2 separate regions of the Sus scrofa genome follow, and region 1 is linked to region 2. A link is a contact called in public HiChIP or PLAC-seq data. All regions are on one chromosome and are shown on one strand. Each heading gives the region's core, a stretch centred on a gene start, on an enhancer-like site or on the middle of the called end of the contact. The rest is flanking DNA. Distances are from core to core; before and after follow the strand shown.

Region 1 (5,453 bases), core at 617-3,116, 910 kb before region 2:
TGTGCATGTGCTGTAGAAAAGCCTTTATCTGCTTACGTATGTTTTGGTCAGTTACCATCTTAAGAAATGTAATGCCTTCGTAAACTGTTTTTCCATGCTTTACCTACATGTTTTACCCAACGATACAAAAGAAATAAAATCCAATTGGATGACACAAATAATGTCCTTCAACCTTACACTGGTAACTGTATCTTTACTCCACAAATACATGAAACCATCTTAAGTAAAAATATTTTTCTCATAATATACCAGAAGAGGGAGCTAAATAGACTCATGTCAAATTCCTCAAACTGCAGAATATGAGTAAATGAGTAAATGAAAATAGCTACATGTGTAGTCTGTTTATCAGCCATCAATAAACTTTTAGACACTTAAGGTTCATAAAGGTATGTACTTTTATCTAGGAATAGTTTATATAATCTAAGAAAAACTGAATACTGACAACGTCATCTCAATGAGATCTTAGTGGTGTGATTCTTTATTATAAGCCACGTACCAGGTTAATAAGCAAATGTCTAATGAAGCCCATCTTTCTAGTACTGAGTCAGCATGGGAAAAGAACAGATTCACAAGACAAGAGTAAAGTCAGCTTATGTTGTTAAATTTTAACCTCATTTCTGTCATTTTGAAAACCCAAACCCTAGACTCTAAGACCCCTTTAGGTTGCAGTATTCCCTGAGATAGACTATAATGTGATCTTGCCACCTAACTCTATTAGCCATTCTAACTGCCCACGATAAAAGGAGAAGAGCTATGTTACGGAAGGAAATCGTAGAGCAGCACCCTCCCATAAAACCTGCTGTGATGATGGAATGTTCTATTAGTTGTGCCACCCAACAGGTGCTGCTGAGCACTTGAAAGTGGAGCTACTGCAAAGGAGGAAGTGAATTTTTTAATACTTACTGATTTAAAGTGAAATAGGTCTATCTGGCTGGTGACCACGGTATTGAAGAAGCCTATAATCTGAGCCAGGGCAAATTTTGCCAACAGTAGCTAAAAGATTCCCAAGTTGACTTTGTGCTACAAAGAGCCCATGATAAAGCTGTCCCCGAGAACAAGGAACCAGACATGGGCTTCAGCACCTGAACTCAGGGCATACAAAGGTTATCACTCAGTTTCCTGGGCCACTTTGTCCCATGGCAACAGCACTCAAACACATTTTACAAAGGCATAAAGGCAGGACAGATATGCCGCTAGATGCCATAATGATGGTCACGATGAGGAGAGCTGAGTGGGAACATCACCGCACCCGTGTTTTTCCCCCGCCTGCCTGCACCAATGGATCACGGGGAGAACCTGTGGAAGACAGATGCCTGGGTACGACCACAAACTCCCTGAATCAGGAGAGCCAGGAAGGGAACCAGCAATCTGTTTTGGGTTAACAGTACATTTTAGGACATGCTATTAGGAGAAGCAAATCCATCTGGGTAACCCTCACCCCCTGCCTGACAAAAATCCAGCAATAACTTCGGCCAAAATCTATAAAAATATGAGGATACCTGAAAAAGTGCTAGAAACACCAATACCTTGCAAGGTTTGTAGTCTTGAGCATTGAAAGCACGGTTAAGATTTAAAACAAGAAATACTAGAAAATGAAAGAGCACAACATTTCATTTCCTCTGACAAATGATCAACTACTTCCCTTTGCCTGAGCTGATCAGCTCACAAAAACCTCCTCCCCCGTAAATGCTTTCTACACTGTGCAAAATATCATCCCAGCAGCATAAGGTGACAGAAGGAAAACATAAAGGTAGGGACATGTTACTAATGGGGGCTCACTGTAGTGTTTCTCCATGGTCCTCTCAAACTTACAGAGCTCACAGCACATGCCAAGGTCCAGAAAGCTAAAAGCTAAACAGCAAACACAGGAACCCACAAATCCACACAACACTCGTCCAACCAACATGCCTAGTTCCTCCTTCCTGTTCTTCATAAATTACACAGGCATTTTTTTTTTTAATAAAGTTGGCAACTGAAAATGGAATTACTTAATCAAGGTTTATCGCCTTGTAGAATCTTATCAACACAATCATTTCTGCAGGCAAATATGGAAGTTAAGTGATAATTAGAGATTTCACTTAACAGTGATTGAAATATGCATCTGACAGTTGTTCTATTACTGGGTTGGCAAATACTACATATAAAGTTGTTTCTACTGCTCTTATTTCTTCACTTCAGCTTGAAGAAGGTGGGGGTGGGGGGCACACTACCTTATTTCCTTAGCCTTTCAATGTGTCTCTGGCAAATATGGTAGTTACCTTTCCATATCCTGAGCTGCAAAATACCACTGGTTTTACTCATTCAAATGCTACATGAAGTTTCTAAAAAGCATTGTGATGGCGACCAGGTCCTTGCAACAACACCTCACAAAGTGCACCCTGGAATATTTTAATAAGAAAAAACTAGACCATATAGTGTGGAGTACAGGTACTCCTTTTGTACTATATTGACTGAACATATCACTGAATTTTTAATATTGAAGAAAGTATATTACCCAAGTAGAGAAATCCATCCTACCTGATCAAAGTTTTGCCATGGGAATGTTAAAAGGTAAATTTTACAAAGAGAGAAGACTTTTTAAAGTAACAATTCAAGGATTTCCTATTCTCTAGCACAATATCTATGATTCAATCCATTTCCCCTTTAAAATGTTTAAACATAGGGAATGAGGAAGCACTACACAAGAAGCCTTTAAAGTTCACATTTTCCACTTTGGGCACCAGGATCAATTAGCAGCGAAAGTCGAAAATGCCGTTCTAAAGCAAAATACTAATTATTTCAACAACCCTAAAATCCACCATTCCTTTAATTTTATCAAATATACAAGGTCAATATTTACATTTCTGTTAGATCCCACCTTAGGAAATTCCAACAGGAAATGACAGTTGCTAGGAAGTACCAAATTTGGCAAGTTGTCCTCTGAAAAGTCCATGATAAAGTACCATATCACACAGTTCAATAAACTAAAATGTGATATAACTAAATATGCATATTTAAATATACAGAGATTATATATGGCGACTATCAAACAAAACACAAATTACCAGAGCATGATTCTCATCAAGTTGACACATCAATTCTCACTTGATTTCGCCTTCCAGACAGACTTTTACACCTGAATGAAGAATTTTTTTTTTTTTTTTTAAATCTGGCTGTAGCCAGTGTGTATGTCTGGATAGCCAAGTCTACTCTTAAAACTCTGGGTGAATTTTCAACTCCCCTACTTCAGTCCAACATCAGTTTTTCATTTGGGGAATCATTTTTCATCAGAAGAAATCTGTATCGCTTAAGGAGAAAGAAGACAAGAAGAGCAGAAGGCTCTAAAAGCGGTGGTGAAGCCAAGACATGTATTATTTCAAAGGAAAAGGGGAATTGGTCCTTAACAAGGACACCAGTGAACGAGGTGTCCCAGGTTGCAGAAGAAATTTTTGATGACACATCAGAGCTGCATTTTCCACTAGGTCTCCCCACTCCGCTCTCCCCTCCCCACTTGCCCTGGTGACAACCAATCACATGGAACAGAAGAGCCCTTCTCTCCCAACTTAGGCCCTTCCCATACCACTAACACGGACAGGCCTGAACAGTCCTTGGGCACCAGTGGCGTGTGGGAGACAGTGGCATTCCTCACGGTAAACGGTGCCAACACCGCTACAAAGTGCAAGATGAAACCAGCACACAGCTGCACCTTTTGGAGCCTTCTCCATTAAAAAAAAAAAAAAAAAAAAAAAAAAGATATTTTAGAGTTACTGCCTGGCACGGATGAATGGAAAATTTAAGCTGAAATTCTGGACTCCAGAGACTGCCCAAGCCAAGTATTTCATTACTGATGGAAGGAGCTTGGAAGTACATAAAAAACTGCCACTTACCTTTTAAAATGTAACACAAATACACAGAAAGTATATGCAAAGTGTGGATCAATATTAAATTAAGATGCTTGTCTTTTAACTGTTGCTCAATCAAAACTTTACTCCTGTCTGACACAATCTCCCTCATTCTTTCAAATGAAAAAAATGTACATTCTGGTGGGCAAAAATCTAAAAAAACCCCAAATACTTTCCTTAAATACACCTTATAAGCACGTTCATACTTTATGCCTATATGGCTAATATCTTGAACGTTTAAACTTCTCAAGTTCTATGGGCAAAGCCATAACGAATGCTGGCTAAGATAATGCATCTAAAAACCGCAAACAAAACAATTCTGAGTTCCTTCATTTTGGACCACACCTGTTTAATCAGTAGTGGATAAATTATTAAAACTGTTAGGTTTAAAGCCAAAGACAGCTGGGTTTTAATCTTGGTTTTGCCACTTAGGGTATGCTAATTAACTTGAACCTCGGTTTCTTCATCTGTGACATGAGAATAATTTTAAGTATAACAAGGACTAAATGAGTGATATATAGACAAACATGGGTAAGCAGAGTGCCTAGCATGTAGCAAAGCACAAACTAATGGGTAGCTGCTGTTAACTTCGAATTATTCATGCAATCTTTTTTCATTATTATTAACAGGTTTTTAAAATAGCCAATTGCACTGGCAAATTTTAAGACCAGAAACTTTTTTTCTTTTTTTTTCATTTTAGGCTGCCCTGCAACATATGGATTTGGCAGGTTAAGGATCAGATCTGAGTTGCAGCTGTGACCTACATGGCAACCTCGGCAATGCCAGATTCTTTCACCCACTATGCCAGGCCCAGGATTCAAACCTGTGTCCTGATGCTGCAGAGATGCCACTGATCCCACTTCACCACAGTGGGAACTCCCAGAAATTATTATAATTAAGAATTATAAGAATTCTCGGAACTTTTTTAAGGTGGCAAGCTGGAAGCATATTTAACAGAGTGAACATCTGCAGTTTGCCTTTCTATATATGAAAACACTCAATATCTTTTCAGAAGTTATCTAATGAGTCATACCTACATTATCACATTATTTAAAATACATTGCACTTTTCCCTGATAAGGTCTGAGTTATTATACTTCAGTTTTCTGAATATAAAGGAAAGATGAAGTTGGAATGATATGGAGCTTAGTGGGAACAAGGACTTTTCCTTTGGAGGAGGAGGAAGAAAAAAAAAAACGAAAACAAGGGCAACTGTGGAGTTCCCTTGTGGCGCAGACAATAAAGGAAGGATTGAGCATTGTCACTGCAGCTGCTTGGATCACTGCCATGGTATAGGTTTGATCTCTGGCCCAGGAACTTCCACATGCCACTGGCATGGCAATAAATAAATAAGTAAATAAAAAAGGGTGACTGGAAATGGGAGTAGAAAGAAGAGATGTGAAAGTAAATCTTCAGCCACAACTATACTGTTATCAGCGATAACTAGTTGGAAGGAATTAAAAGAGCTGTCAACAGATTTAAATAAGAAGTTTGCAAATCTTTTCAGATACTCTGAACTAATTAGGTTTTAGTAACTTTTAAGTTTTTCATCTTGCATTTATATCTCTTCTGC
Region 2 (5,712 bases), core at 510-3,009:
GGTATGGGGAGAATGCTTAGTAGACTCTGCTTTAAGAGAACTCCAAGTTCATGGGTACAAGAGCTCTGGATGATGACAATGATGTTTTGATGATCCAGGGAAATGCTAACTTCTCTTGTGAGTGCTTGACGTACATTAGCCCATTAAACCTCAGAGTTGGCCTGCTGAGAGGGGTTATTATCCTCAATCTACAGATGGGCAAGAAAGGAGGCTCGGAGAACACAGACTGGTGGTTTAGAGCTGGGATTTGAACCTAAGCAGTCTGCTTCAAGATCCACAGAAAATGCACCACGTATAATTGGAATGCCCTTTGCCTGGAGGAGTCAGATTGACAACAAATTTTAGGGCCGTGACCTCTTGGGAGTGTTTTGTTTTATTTTCAAGGAGTAATTGCTAACCTGGATTTGACTCAAATTGCTGTCTCTGGATAGAGGAGTGATTAAATGAGGGAGAGTTTGGGTTCAGTGTCCCAGACTCCTCATGCCTGGGGGAGCTGGCTGTTGCATGTGCCAGGTGCAGAGGAGGCATCCAAACAGGTGGGAATCAGCACTTGCATGAGACTCAAAGAATTTTTTCTTTTTTTTTTTTTTTTTTTTTTTTTTTTTTTTTTTTACTTTTTAGGGCCACACCTTCGGCATGGAAGTTCCCAGGCTGGGGTGGAGTCAGAGCTGCAGCTGCTGGCCTACACCATAGCTCACACCAATGCCAGATCCTTAACCCACTGAGCAAGGCCAGGGATCAAACCCACATCCTCATGGATCCTAGTCAGGTCCGTTAACTGCTGAGCCACGAAGGGAACTCCCAAAGAATTCTAAATGAGAAAATGATCTCAATATTTGTGAGGAGAAAAATTACTGTGGGATGGCAGGGAGTTGGCGCTACAACAGAAAGAAGCAAAATAAGATCCTGATTGAAAAAATGCTAATGAATACCTGGAGGGAAAAGGGATTGCAGACACAGACAGAGCGCTTGGGAGTCCTGCTCTGGGCAAAGGAGCAGCTCTGAGGCGGAGCTGGTGACAATGTGATTGGCCCAGGTCCCTGTGCAAATGCCCATGACTTGGAATAGGGATGGGCCTGCATGGGGCAGTGGTCCTGAATGCCATGTGGCTTTGCCTCTGCCCTGCTGGCTGCATAAATTCACGTTCAGAAGGGTCCTGTTTGCCTTGGAATGAGCCAAAGCAGAAGAGTGAGAAAGTGACTGGAAATTCACCCCAGACTCAATCTAGTGATGAAGCTTGGGTTTATAGGAAGTGGTCACGTGGGGCTCAGAGAAACCGCAGATGCTGCAAAAGCGACAGTGGTATCTGCCTGGAAGAGAAACTGAACATGTGGTCCCCAGAGCTGGCCCAGCCCCAGGGCAAAATGGCAGTGGTCACACAACCAGCAACCCTCTTCGACACACTGTCCTTTCCTGCTCCGTTGCATTATCATTCTGCTGTCCGGGAATTCTGTGCTATCGACTCTCAGAACCCACTCTTCCAATGTTTTGCTATGAATCCTGACAGCGAGAAAAATAATCTCACTGATGTCATTCTATGAAAAATGTATAACCTGAATCAAATCACAAGGAAACATACAAACCCCAAACAAGGGACATTTTGCAAACTATAAGCCTGGATTCTTAAAAAAAATGATAATAATAATCAATGTCACGAGAGACAATAAAAGGCTGGAGAGTCATCTCAGATTAAAGGAGACAAAAGAGATACAGAAACCAAAAGCAACGACTGTACGGGAGCATGATTATGAAATCCAAGGTGGAGGAACCCAGATCAGTCTCTGAAAAGTGAAACGGTTTCTGATGTTCTTATGAGTTGCAGTTCTTGTCATTTGCCTCTTTGTTTAGGAATCAAGAGCAGAGAGTTCATGGCAGTTTACCTAACTCGAGATGATCAAGTGTTATGACACAGGTCCCAGTGGACTTTTCAGTGTTCCTGGGACTTGGTGTGCTCTGGTTCTCAGGCTTTTCCTGAATCGAAACCAAACTACTCCTTTCCATTTGCTGGGTGCTCCTTCAGGCCACCGGCTCAGGAGAGCTCCTGCTTTATTCCAACTTTGGGGATCACACTGATGCAGAAGAGTGCTCAGTAAAGCATATTAAGGGAGTAATTTGGGTGTCAACAGGCACATATATATTCTGGAGAAGGAGAGAATTGCCAACATCCAGGCTTTTTGCTGTGGGGCCAGAATAGAGTGAGATGAATTGAGGAAAGACTCCTTTCCTCATGTGTATATGGCATCAGTTATGCCCACAGAGACCAGAAAAGAAGAGTGTCTTCTCAAAGCTAGTCTGAACCTCTGCAGCCACACATCTTCTCTCTAGGTTTTCCGTGGTCATGGGCACCAAAGAAGGGCCTAGCAGCATGGGTTTCCCCAGCAGTCAGTCCGGTATGTTTTAAGAGCAAAGTGCATTTTGCTGTCACCATGTGGATTTGTGGCAGTGCCTGAAGGACTTGGGACTTATGAAACAAAGAATGCATTACAAGAAAATATAAATATGGCATTTTCATCAGCGACTTTCTTAATCCTGTCACAATACAGAACAAACCCAGTGATTTCCTGTAAATGAGCATACTTACTGTAGCTATAAAAAGTGCCGAGTAAGCAGAGGCTGGAGTAAAACAAAAAGCAATTAAAATGGTGACACCTCTGAAATGCCACACTTCAGAGCAAAGGCAGGTATGTGCAGTCTTCTGTTTCCAGCTAAGCAGACCTGTGTGCAGTATGAGGAAAGCTTTGGATTTAGACTTAGATGGAGCTGGACCCGGGCAGTCTCAGTGGGACCTCTAGTGAGGCCACTATGTGGCCAGGAGAAAGCAGGACCTGAAAGGTTGGATGAATTCACACAGAGTCTGAGATGAGCTGAGATGGCCCATGGTTCTGGGATGTCTGTCCTTTTTTATGTCACCAAGTATACACTAAGGAATCATTTCTTCCTTTCCTAGGAACCTCCCCATACAAAAGATACCCCATCAGACTGTCGTAACTGCCCCACTATCCTTTATCCCAAGGCATCATCCAGATAAATTACGAGCCCACAATTCTATAGACTTCTCACTCCTCCCCATTTTTGCCTGGTTAGTCCAAGATTTAGAACTTGATTTAGGGCATCTAGAAGCAGTAAATGGCAGATGTCAGCATACTTGACTCTCCTGGGATCCAGGATGAGGAAGGTTTCTGAATTTATGTGCAGGGCTGAGCCCAAATCCTGGGTCTGGTATCTGCAGTTCCAGAGATCTAAAATGAGTCATATTTCAAGAGTACAAGGCCTTATAACCTAAGGTCTGTGTGTTTGGCCAGTTTTTTTTTTTTTTTAACATTGTATTAAGATAATTTCTAAATATCTACAAAAGCAGTTAGTTACAAGGAACCTTGTATGCATCACTCCACATTCAACAACTACCAACATTTGGTCTACTAATTTCCTCTATTCATTCCTTTTTTTGCAAGAGTATTTTAAAGCAAATCCCAAGAATCATGATCTTCTGCCTCTAAATACTTCAAACTGTATCTCAAAATAAGAACATTTTTCTTACATAGATGCGAGGTTAATATCATTAACAAAATTCACAATTCTTTAATATTCTCTAAGATCCTGTCCTCATGCAAATTCCCCTAAAAAAAATTTAAAATATCTTTTCCCAAATGCTTTATTTGAATAAGGCTCTAAAGAAAGGCTACTCTATGTAATATGATCCAGCAATACAACTCCTGGGGGTATATCTGCACAAAACTTTAGGAAAAGATACATGCACTCCAATGTTCATTGAAGAACTATTTACAATAGTCCAGCAACAGATGAGTGGATAAAGGAGAAGTGATACATATATACAATGGAATATTACTCAACCATAAAAAAGAAGGAAATAATGCCATTTGCAGCAACACAGATGGACCTAGAGATTATCCTACTAAGTGCAGTTATTCAGAGAGAGAAAAACAAGTACCATATGCTATCACTTACATGAATCTAAAATACAACATAAATGAACTTATTTACAAAACAGAAACAGACTCACAGATGAAGAGAACAGACTTGTGGTTGTCAAGGGAGGTGGAGGGGTGAGGGAGGGATAAACTGGGAGTCTGAGGTTAGCAGATGCAAGCTATTATGTATGGAATGGATAAACAACCAAGTTCAACTTAAAGCACAGAGAACTGTATTCAAGAACTTATAATAAACCATAATGGAAAATGATATGAAAATGTATATATATAATGTATAACCGAATCACTTTGCTATATACCAGAAACTGACACAACATTATCAACTATACTTCAATAAAGAGTAAATTAAAAAAGAAGGGCTCTTCTACTATTTGTTGGTTATGTCTGTTAAGTAGCTTTTATACCTCTCTTATTTAAAAAAATTAATTTCATCAGGGTATAGTTGACCTAGAAAGTTGTGTTAGTTTCAGGTGTACAGCAAAGTAAATCAGCTCTCTCTTTGTCTTTCTCTTTCTCTCTGTCTCTGTCTCTGTCTCTCTCTCTATATATATATACTTTTTTTTCCCTCATTCTTTCTCGGGTTGTTTTCCCAAATACCTCTCTTTCTCTGAGGGCAGCCTCCTCTCTCATCCCACCCCCTTCCTCTCCACTTCCACCAACATTTACATGTTGATAAAAACAAAATCAGTTATTCTACAGGATGCTCCCCCTCCCCTTGCCTTTGGCAGATTGCTACCTTGTGATGCTCTTTATCTGAAATCCTCCATACCACTTGTAGACTGACAGTTATGCCTCAAATCTGGATTGGATTCTAGGTTGTGCCACCTACTTCATATTACGTCACATCACAAAGCACCTAAGACCTGATTGTCTTCTTTTGTGGAAGCTAATATAGAGTTGATCTGTTTGTTTTGAAGTGAAAGAAAATGTTTTCATGCATCCAAAATAAAAACTCTAAAACAAATTATGTTCAGAGCAGTCTTGTTTTCATCCCCACTCTTCTATCTTGTTCCTTCCCTTCCCTTAAATACAACCAGTTTGGGGTTTTCCCCCCACGGCTTCTTTTTGAAAATATAAGAAAATACATACACATCTTCCTTACACAAAAGGTAGAGTACTATATATTAAATACTACATACCATATACATATATACTAATGACACTCTGTATCTTGCTTTTTTCACCATTCAATAAACCTGCATATCACTCCATATCAGCATCTGGAGATTGTATTTATTCCTTTTTCAACCACACAGAGTTACATCTTGTGAATGTACCATATTTCAACTAGTCCTATATGGTTATTGCCAATGTTTTACTGTTACAAAATACTAAAATGAATAGTGTTATGCACAAGTCATTTTGTGTTGTGTTTTTTACAAGCATTATGTTTGCTAAAGATTCCTAGAAGGGGGATTGCTGCTCAAAAGGATAAAACATGTAATGTTGCTAGACAGTCAACCCGATACTGTCTGATGTTAATTTACATTGTTTATTCTCTTCAGAAAGAAGCCAACAGAACATATAACTGTGAAAATTTAGGTCTCAGAGAAATTCCTGACACTCTACCAAATATGACAGAATTTTTGGAATTCGGCTTTAACTTCTTGCCTACAATTCAAAATACAACCTTCAGCAGGCTCATAAATCTTGTCTTTTTGGATCTGACAAGGTATGTATGTGAGGTTTTGTGTGTGTGTGTGTGTGTGTTTGATGTTATACTTAGATCAAAATGCAGCTTGCATTCAAATTGTTTACAGGA

The links. HiChIP or PLAC-seq counts read pairs in DNA pulled down with a chosen protein or histone mark.
Region 1: an H3K27ac HiChIP or PLAC-seq map of alveolar macrophages shows a contact between it and region 2. The contact joins two enhancer-like sites. A contact is called at or near these places in 1 of 5 promoter capture datasets (fetal liver) and 1 of 2 datasets of contacts at active chromatin or transcription factors (alveolar macrophages).

Annotation. Positions count from the first base shown.
Region 1 is chr16:46,489,339-46,494,791 of Sscrofa11.1, reverse strand. The region is part of intron 2 of PIK3R1 (phosphatidylinositol 3-kinase regulatory subunit alpha); the gene reads right to left. Among named protein-coding and RNA genes, the nearest start is that of PIK3R1, 57 kb to the right of the region's middle. Within about 2 kb of position 1,866, at least 7 of the 83 cell types and tissues checked have an H3K27ac peak or open chromatin away from gene starts, as enhancers often do. A contact at or near this core is called in alveolar macrophages, where this site is marked.
Region 2 is chr16:45,577,633-45,583,344 of Sscrofa11.1, reverse strand. It overlaps CD180 (CD180 molecule), which reads left to right. Exons shown (of 3, transcript NM_214357.1): 2 at 5,456-5,622. Among named protein-coding and RNA genes, the nearest start is that of CD180, 7.5 kb to the left of the region's middle. Within about 2 kb of position 1,759, at least 19 of the 83 cell types and tissues checked have an H3K27ac peak or open chromatin away from gene starts, as enhancers often do. A contact at or near this core is called in alveolar macrophages, where this site is marked.